Linked DNA regions of Mus musculus: region 2 is linked to region 1. A link is a contact called in public Hi-C data. All regions are on one chromosome and are shown on one strand. Each heading gives the region's core, a stretch centred on a gene start, on an enhancer-like site or on the middle of the called end of the contact. The rest is flanking DNA. Distances are from core to core; before and after follow the strand shown. Region 1 holds the start of Mei4 (meiotic double-stranded break formation protein 4). Region 2 overlaps Mei4 (meiotic double-stranded break formation protein 4).

Region 1 (4,773 bases), core at 812-3,311:
ACATGAAGCAGAACTAAAACTGTCTAGGAGAGCAAAGCATACTAGTGAGAGGGGGCAGGACATGAAAAGGAACAGTAAAGAGGTATGAAGTGAAGTGTGCTTAGATAAAATGTACATTTACAAAATCTTTAAAATTATTAGATTTTTTTAAAGGGGAGTTTTCAATACTCCCACAGTACCTGAGTGTTCTTGCCATTGTTACAAGTGACAAAACTGACAAATCCTCAATGCTATTTCTTCCCGTTGCTGTAGCTGACACTCTAAACCTATTCTTAAAACACTTAGTGATGCTGCCCTGATTACATCCCAGTGTCTAAAAACGTACCTACTTTCTCTTCAGCACATTAACATCTTCTGTCTTTATAACCCTTTAGCTTTCTAAATCTCAAATCCTTCAAAACATTATGCACAATACAATCATTAAGTATGTTTATCTCACGAATGCTTCAAATGATTTGGGTTAATATGCCTATTAAATTGGCGCTGTGACTTTTGGCTTCAAGTATTTTCATACAGCAGAACTTAACATATACCTGCCATTCACATATATCATGAAACCTAGAATACACTAGACTTCTAATTTCTTTGATATAATAAACCATGGGATAAATTAATACTATGTTTTTAACAAGAATTCCATAATATTGGTTTCAAATATCTGATTCCAAACATTGCTACTTTCATGAAAAAAAAAATTTTAAAAAAATACTCAGTCACAAATCTGTGCTCCTGGTCTTCATGTCCAAATTTTACGACTGAATTGTAAATTTTGTGGTTTACTGACATATACAAAGACATTGTGTTTAACCTAAGGCCCTCACAGAAGCTGTAAGCTATAACAATGGAAAGTAAAATAGTGGATGTCAATTTGTGAATGTCATTACTGTAGTCACAAGATATACCAAAAATCATATAATTCTAAGCAGGAAAAAGTAATATAAACAAGCCAAAATTGATCAGAATGTATGTAATGAATTTGATAAAAAGTTTGCTAATTGGAAGTAACCTGATATATTCAGACTTGGTGGTTCACATTTTAATCCCAGCATTTGCAAGTCTGAGGCATACATATTGCCATTAGTCTTGAGAGCAGGAGGCAAGGCCATCCTACAAAGTGAAACCTTGTCTCAAAAATCCAAAAGATACAGAAAAAAAAATAATAAATTCCAGTTGATGAAGAATCCAAGTTATGAAATTCTTATGAATTTCATATTTATATTCTGTGAATATCGACATACTAATGTATTTTCTGTGGTTCCTGGTGGGACTTTAATCCTCTAAATATGTAATTGCAGACTATAAAGCTATTCAAGGCTTTATTTAATTCACTTCAAATTATTGACTTTCTGCTACTTTGGACATTCCAGATTCACCAAACCCTCACTGGCTTCTTCCTCCGTAATGGAGACTCCACTTCTGGCCCTGCTCCTCTGATCTGTTGCATATCTCACCACAACCTAGCTCTTCCAAGAATGATTTTTATCTCTACCTCATGTACCAGCACATGCTTGTCAGATCCCAAGAAAACCGCACCCGTCCCACTTTTAACACCCCCAACACTTTCTGCAGTTCCTCTGGGTGTGTACTTGCTCAATAAAAGATCAGATCAACAAGTGCCTACGGTCCCCCAAAACCACCCTTTCCTCCAGGAAACCTCAGAAGCCACCTCTAGAGTGAAGGCAGGCTTGCACAGACTCTAAGGTGTAGAACACACCACAGAACACACGCTTTGCCCGCCCAAGTTTCTGAGGCTCCAGGCGCGACCTACTTATCAGGTAAAGAAATGCCCCTCCCCACGCGTGAGGCGACCTACCTCCGCAAAGGGCGCGACAAGGAACCCCAAGCCACAGCACCTGAGAGCGTGCGCTGCTTGAGGGGACCCGGGGCCCGAGAGTACAGAGAGCAGGCAGATGCTACACAAGCCTGGGGTTCCTGAGAAGGAAGGACGCCCTCAGGCGGCGGGGGAAGCTCGGGGGCCAGTATTCCCGGCCATGCACGCTGATGCAAGCGCAGCCCGCAGGTAGGCGCCAGAGCCCAGAGCGCCACTCCTCCCGGCTTTCTTCCAGTGCCAATCAAGAGGGAGGCCCGCGGAGACCACAAGTCCCAGAAGCCTCTGCGCCACTCTCCTCGGAGGGGCTTGGGAGGGGCTCCGGCGGGCTCGGGCGGGCTCGGCGAGGAGCGGTTAGCCGGTTTGGCTGGACTAGGCAGGTGTTTCCTGCATCTTCCTTTCTTCTGCAAAATAGTTCAAAATAGTCTAGGACTGCCTGCAGCTCCTCTCCTGAAAGGCTGATTTGGTTTCTAAGGAGAGACTCACGGGGCTTGAAAAAAAGGAAAAGTTTCAGGAAAGCTTCTGTTGTGCCAACTCCTGTCCTACATGGGAACAGTCGGGAAAACAGATTCTTTGGGTTCATTTGTTGGCTTGTTTCCAAAGATGGTTTTAAAATCTTTGCTTCCTGCGGGAGGAAGCGCTATGTTTCTCATTTGTCCACCTGTCATATCTTCATCTAGGATTTTAAGTAATTTTTTGCCTCACGTACTGAAATTTCTCAGAAATTAAAATGCAAAGGAGATTCTAAGCATTCGGAAGTCACTTATGTAGACTTTACTAACAATGTGCTAATTTGCTAATAGTTAAAGGTTTCAACAATTGTATAGGATAAATTACCAAATATTATATCTGGGGGGTCTGCACAGCTCATTCTCCTACGTAAATGACCCTTTATTAAGGCAAGTGCTTGCATCTAGTCAGTTATTGCAAATGTCTTGGAAATGTTAAGCTTCATTGTTCTATCCATGTGTTTAAGAAAGTCAATAATTTTAACTATAATGTAATTTAATATAGCTTTCGTTAATCTTGCAACGGTGCTTTCATGCAAACTAAACTCGGGTTATTGTGACTGCTAAGGTGATGAACACTGTGAGTGCTCTACTGTGCTCACTGCTCTTCTTTGAGTAATGTAAAATCAAACCATCCAAGTTCATTTCAAGATAATGAACAGTCAAGTAGGAGTGATGTAGAAAAGTTGTGTTTGCGTTGATAAATAGTATGATATTCTATTTCAATTCCCCTCATACATTTATTGAGAAAATTGAGCTGTTACGTGCCAGTTACAGCCTTGATTACTGGTCAAGACCTGATTACAACTCCATACAAGACAGAGCACTCAGTCTAATAGTTAAAACAAATGGGTAGCAATTACCAAATACAGCACAGCCACTGAAATCCTGAACGAAAGCCCAGAGGTAGTTTTAACTATTTACCACCTAAATGTAAAGACCTAATGATTTCAACAACCTCAATAGTTTTCTTTGAACATCTTCAGATGGTTAAAGATGCTTTAGAATACATAGCAGAAAAAGAAACGTTTTAAGAAAATTATACAAGTTTTTGACTCACTCAAGACTAATGAAACACAAAGTGATCAATCAAATACATGCTCTTTGAATAAAGTAATGGACTCTATTTATGTTTTACATTTAATTCTGAGTGATTTTAGAGTCATTTTTAATGTCACAGTCTGTCGATGGGACTGTGACTAACCCATTTTTCTAAGAATATGTACAGATATCCTTTATAGATAAAGATATGTATAAGGTTAAATGACAAGCTTTATGGAAAGTGAAGAAACAGGCATACACATAATAAGCAAGCAAAGTACAGAGAAAGAAACCCCACAAATTTGAAGAAGACCTTCATACTAGGATCTGATTTTCATCCATAGAGCTGGGTTTTGGTGACCTGAGATAGTTCCCCCTTCTCTCATTTCATGGTGGTCAGCTTAGGAAAAAAAAAGGGGGGGGGCTGATAATTGCCCCAAAGATTCAGATAATCATGTTCAGGGACAGTCTTGACCTTATCTGAACACCTTCAACATATCAATCAAGAGTGGAGAGGGTGTCACTGCCAAGTGTGAAAGTATGAAAGAAACCGGAAATTTGTCTTTCTATTACTGACTGGTAGTCCCTTTTCTCATCTGTCTGTCTACCAAGGACCTCTGGCTCCTTGGTCTCAGCATCTTTCTATAAATTTGGAGTATTGAAATAAAACGAAAGGAAAAGATCTTCACAAAATGTATAATCTTAGATGCTGAATCTACTACCTTATTGATAGTTAAAATCCACTATAGAGTAAACTGAGTTCAAAATATAGTCAACGCACTGCTGTGATGTCTCAGCAGGTAAATGCATTTGCCTCTAAGTCTGACAACCTAAGGCGCCGTCTTCGGAAGCCACATGGGAGAAAGGAAGGATTGACAAACAGTTTATAGTATGTTATACTATACATTATAAAGAAAATAATAGGGCTGGTGAGATGGCTCAGTGGGTAAGAGCACCCGACTGCTCTTCCGAAGGTCCAGAGTTCAAATCCCAGCAACCACATGGTGGCTCACAACCATCTGTAACAAGATCTGACGCCCTCTTCTGGAGTGTCTGAGGACAGCTACAGTGTACTTACATATAATAAATAAATAAATCTTTAAAAAAAAAAAAAAAAGAAAGAAAATAATAAGCTGTCCTGTTAGAAAATCATGTTTTTATTTTATAAAAAAATATTAATGGCTCTTTTTTAATTCAAAAGTTCCAAAAACATTTATATAAATACTAATTATGAGTAAGAGAGAGCCATTGTTCTCAATGATTTTGCAGTCTAGTGAGAGTCAAATTTTACAACCAAGCATCATCAATAATATTTGAGAGTTTCTATTGCTGTGATGAAACACCATGTCCAAAAAAAAAAAAAAAAAAAAAAAACCTGAAGTGAGGAAAGAATTT
Region 2 (4,773 bases), core at 1,075-3,574, 140 kb before region 1:
TAAAAAGCAAATGATGAACAGGCTGAGAAAGAAATTAGGGAAACAATTCCCTTCACAATAGCCACAAATAGCATAAAATATCTTGTGGTAAGTCTAACCAAAGAAATGAAAGACCTGTACGACAATAACTTCAAGTCTCTCAAGAAAGAAATTGAAGAAGATCTCGGAAAATTGAGAGATCTCCCAAGCTCATAGATTGGCAGGATTAACAAAGTAAAAAAGGCCATCCTACCAAAGGCAATGGACAGATTCAATGCAATCCCCATCAAAATCCCAACACAATTCTTCAAAGACTTGGGAAAAGCAATTTTCAAATTCGTCTGGAAAGGCAAAAAACTAAGAATAGTGAAAACAGTTCTTAACAATAAAAGAACATCTGGGGGAATCACCATCCCTGACCTCAAGCTTTACTACAGAGCAATAGTGAAAAAAACTGCATGGTACTGGTACAGAGAGAGACACATTGATCAATGGAAAAGAATTGAAGGCCTAGAAATAAAACCACACACTTACTGTCACTTGATCTTTGACAAAGACACCAAAATTATACTCAACTTGACATATGGTTGAACGACCAGGAGTTACATTGTTAAAAAATAACAGCAAAAAACAACAAGAAGAAACTGATTCTTTCCCTGGCTGCTATCTAATGCCAATATCAATATGTCATCAGCTAGTGGTATGATATTGTGTCTATCTTCTTCCCTCTACATATGGTTTTTGTGTGGACTGAGGTTGTATGGCATGAATGTCGTGAATGCTGTCACATCACTGTTAGTGTTTTGTGTAAATACCCTGTGTGTTCAGAAAACATAGCTTCCTTGATTTTATCTACCATATTTGGCTCCTAAAATCCTCCCCACCCCCTGGCATATACCTGAGCCTTGAGGAGAGAGCATGATTATGACCCATATATGGCTGGCCAGTCCACAAATTCATTTCTAGGTCAAAATATTTGCAGAAAAACACATGAAAATAAAAGATAGTGAAACGTTTCATGAAAGCACACTGCACATTTTATGTGTAAACTCACTATTATTACCTTGATTGCAGTTCTAATTAAGCTATCTAAATTACCATCTGTGATGGTTAATCTTGATTGTCAACTTGATAGACATTTGAATTGCTTCGGAGAAGAACCTCTGGGCATGTTTGTGGAGTCATTTAATTGGGATTTAATGGAGGAGTGATGACCCAAGACTGAATATCAAGGAGAAAGTGAGCTGATCTCCATATCCATCTCTCTCTGCTTCCTGACTGTGTGTGCGGTGTGGTCAGCTGCCCCAGGCTCCTATGAGCACACCTTTCCAACCATGATGGAAAAGTTACTTCTTGTAAAGAACAAAATACTCACAGGAGCAAATATGGAGGTGTAGAGCAGAGACTGAAGGAAAGGCCATCCAGAGACTGCCCCACCTGGGGATTCATCCCATATACAGACACCAAAACCTGACACTATTGTAGATGCCAAAGAAGTGCATGCTGACAGGAGCCTGATGTAGCTGTCTCCTGAGAAGCTCTGTCAGAGCCTGACAAATACAGAGGAGGATTCTTGAAGCCAATCATTGGACTGAGCGCAGCATCCCCCATAGAGGAATTATAGAAAGGACTGAAGGAGTTGCAACCCCATAGGAAGAACAATATTAACCAACCAGAACGCCCAGAGCTCCCAGGGGCTAAGCCATCAACTAAGGAGTACACATGGCTCCAGCTGCATATGAACACCCTCATAGAAGCATGGGGAGGAAGGATAGGATAGGGGGCTTCTGAGATGGGAGTCGGAACAGGGAAAGGAGATAACATTTGAAATGTAAATTTTAAAAATGTACAAAAAAGAAATAATTTATGCACATAAAAAGGCAAGTAATTAATATACCATTTTATTTTACTGATCCCAGTAAACAAACACAACTGTATTCTCTTTGTAATGTGATTATAACTCATGGTCTCTGCTTCGGTTCCTACTTCCCACTTACTTTGAGTCCTTGTCTTTTCTACTCTTGGTGATGGGTCATAACCTGTAAGCTAAATAGACCCCTTTCTCCTCAAGTTGATTTTGGTCAGTGGTTTATCACAATGGAGAAGCCAACTAGACAAATTAGCTTTCCCAAGAGAATATTTGAAGAAGACACCAGCAAAATGTGTCCAACTTGTTCTCATTCAGATTGTACTTTCTATGCCTCTTATTATCTTACCTTCTATTCTAGTAGAACCTCATTTATGATTCAATACAGAACTATAACACGTACACACAAAGCTTCAGACCATGCTCTAGATTGAACTCCTCCTAGAAAGACAGAATTTTCAGAGAACTAGAGTTCTCTAGAATTTTATCTATCAAAGTTGAAAAGCACCTCATGACTTATTTTCTTATAGCCTGTTCCACAGTCATGTAGGTTATAGAAACTAGATATTTATCATCTAGTTTCTATAAGTATGAGAGAGGAATTAGAAGTTAGAAATATTAAATGTTTTCTTCTTTCCCTGAAACCATGGAGCCTTGATTAAATTGCAGAAACACTACAGCAGTCTTGAGTTTGCACTGTTAAATGCATTACTTTGTGTAATTCTAAAGAATCTACGTAATTCAACTTTTATTAGTAAATTAAAAGGCTCAGATACATTATTTCTATTTTCCATTGAGTCTTAATGATATTATGAAGTATAATGTACACAAAAACATTCCAGGTTCTAAAATCGAAGTTTTGCTAACATTAACCTCTCTTATAGTCTTACTGATTATTTATTTTACTCTATACATTCTCATTCATGAATATTTGTGTATTACGTCTACAGTCCCTGGTAGGTTGCTTATACACTGGTGGATAGCCCTTCACATATACATATACAGGTAGGGTGATTATGAAAAAATTATAAATAGAGCAGTAAGTTGAGAAGAGGTGGGGGATGAGATAATTATATGGAGAATTTAGGGAGAATATGATCCAATGTTAAATGCATATACAAAATTCTCCAAGAATTTATAAAATATTATAAAATAAATAAAAGACAACAGAAGTGCTGGCTCAAAGAATATCCTTGATGGACCAATACAATTATCAGTTTACTTAAATATTCCTTGCATGTACAAGTTTTGAACATTCTTTGCAACTAGACAGAAAGTCCCCATAATCACCTGTGATACATGCTGAAAGTTTATGTTTTTCATCATAAAAATGGCAAATTAATAAAAGCCAACAGATAACTATGACAGAAGTGAGTATGTCCTTAAGAAGAAAAAAAACTATACTTGTGATTGATGATAAATTCAGTATTTCAGACAAATTTAGAAGTTAAAAAATCTTGTATACATTACAGGCATTTGATACTTTCCTGATATTTAGAGGCTATTTTATTGGTGAGAACAATAGAAATATTGACAAATATAAAATTATAAATATTATATGCATATATAAAATGTATCAGCTGCTAGGAGTTTATGTGCCAGTGGTCTAATATTTTCCAAATGAGCAGCCCATGAGTGAAAGATGCATTAGAAATGTAAACAGAGCTAATGTGTTATTAAATATCAGAATATGGCTACTTAAATGTAAAGGTTGATGCTTAGTTGATCCCAAGGACAAAGATAACTGCTGTTTTTTGCTTAAGTTTTTGCATGCCTGTACTTTTCTCCTATTTTTCCATGTTTCCATATTCTGTTAGGTGTGTGTGTGTGTGTGTGTGTGTGTGTGTGTGTGTGTGTGTGAGAGAGAGAGAGAGAGAGAGAGAGAGAGAGAGAGAGAGAGAGAACACTAGCTAGCTTATGGAGAGATCAGAACAGAATATCCTGTGTTGTCCTCTGTATCTGCTTTCTTTCTTGTCTTGGGACATGGTCTCTCAGATAACTCGATACTCATTGTTTTTGTTGAGGCTCTGCTGGCTAATTAGCTCTGATCTCCATCTGTCCCCTGCCAATGACTCTTTATTCCTATAGGTTTATAGGCAAGCACAGCAATGCCAGGCTTTTGTGTGCATGTTCGTGATTTGATTTCAGGTCCTCATGCTTGAATCATCTCCCTAGCCCCTCTAATTAACGTCTAAGGTCTTTCACATGATGCACAATGGAGGTACTAAATACAAATATAGATTAAACTATAAAATGAAGAAGTTCTAAGCAAAACTTTTAAAATCCCAGCATATTGAAGGCCTAAAAGATACTATTTATTTCTCATAAACTATTAAGGATTCAGACATCTGTGCCAGGACAAAAGTACTTCTAGCGCCATTTCCACTGGTAAACCTCCATGACAGAGTATCTCTTTTGTGAACCTTTCTAGCCCTTGCTTGAATTTATTATCTCTATAATGTCAATACTTCACAAGGAGAAAACACTGCAGAGCAGATGAACAGAATCTTAGTCTCTTCAGGCTTTGAAAGAATGCATCACAAACTGGGCAGACAGACACAGCAGACATATTTTTTTCTTGCAGATTCAGAGGATAGAAACACCAAGATCAAAGCACCAGGAGATGCTTTGTCTATGAAGTCCCATTCCTTTTTCATGTGTGTGTACTTGTGTCTTCCCATGGTAGAAATAAACAAATTATCTAGTTGGGATTTCTTGACAAGGAAATTAACGTTATTTCTCAGGGATCCACTTACATGACTGGGTCACTTCTCAAAGCCTCCACTGCTTATTAGTATTGCATGCAGTAGGGGATCAGGTTTCTGAAGGAAATGTTGGTGGACACAAACATAGCAATGGGGTTGTGGAACGCTGAAGAAAAGTCACCCCTCTTACTATCTGTAGTTCAAACATAGCTATTATAAAAT

The links. A called contact is a pair of places that touch in the nucleus more often than the background predicts.
Region 2: a Hi-C map of Th2 cells shows a contact between it and region 1, with 2.1 times the contacts expected there. The contact joins the enhancer-like site here to the promoter of Mei4 in region 1. A contact is called at or near these places in 1 of 484 Hi-C or Micro-C datasets (Th2 cells) and 2 of 9 other capture datasets (adipose tissue and liver).

What each region holds. Positions count from the first base shown.
Region 1 is chr9:81,860,958-81,865,730 of GRCm38.p6, reverse strand. It overlaps Mei4 (meiotic double-stranded break formation protein 4), which reads right to left and starts at 2,061. Exons shown (of 5, transcript NM_175213.4): 1 at 1,814-2,061.
Region 2 is chr9:81,997,377-82,002,149 of GRCm38.p6, reverse strand. The region is part of intron 4 of Mei4 (meiotic double-stranded break formation protein 4); the gene reads right to left. Among named protein-coding and RNA genes, the nearest start is that of Mei4, 140 kb to the right of the region's middle. Within about 2 kb of position 2,324, at least 1 of the 459 cell types and tissues checked has an H3K27ac peak or open chromatin away from gene starts, as enhancers often do. A contact at or near this core is called in Th2 cells, where this site is marked.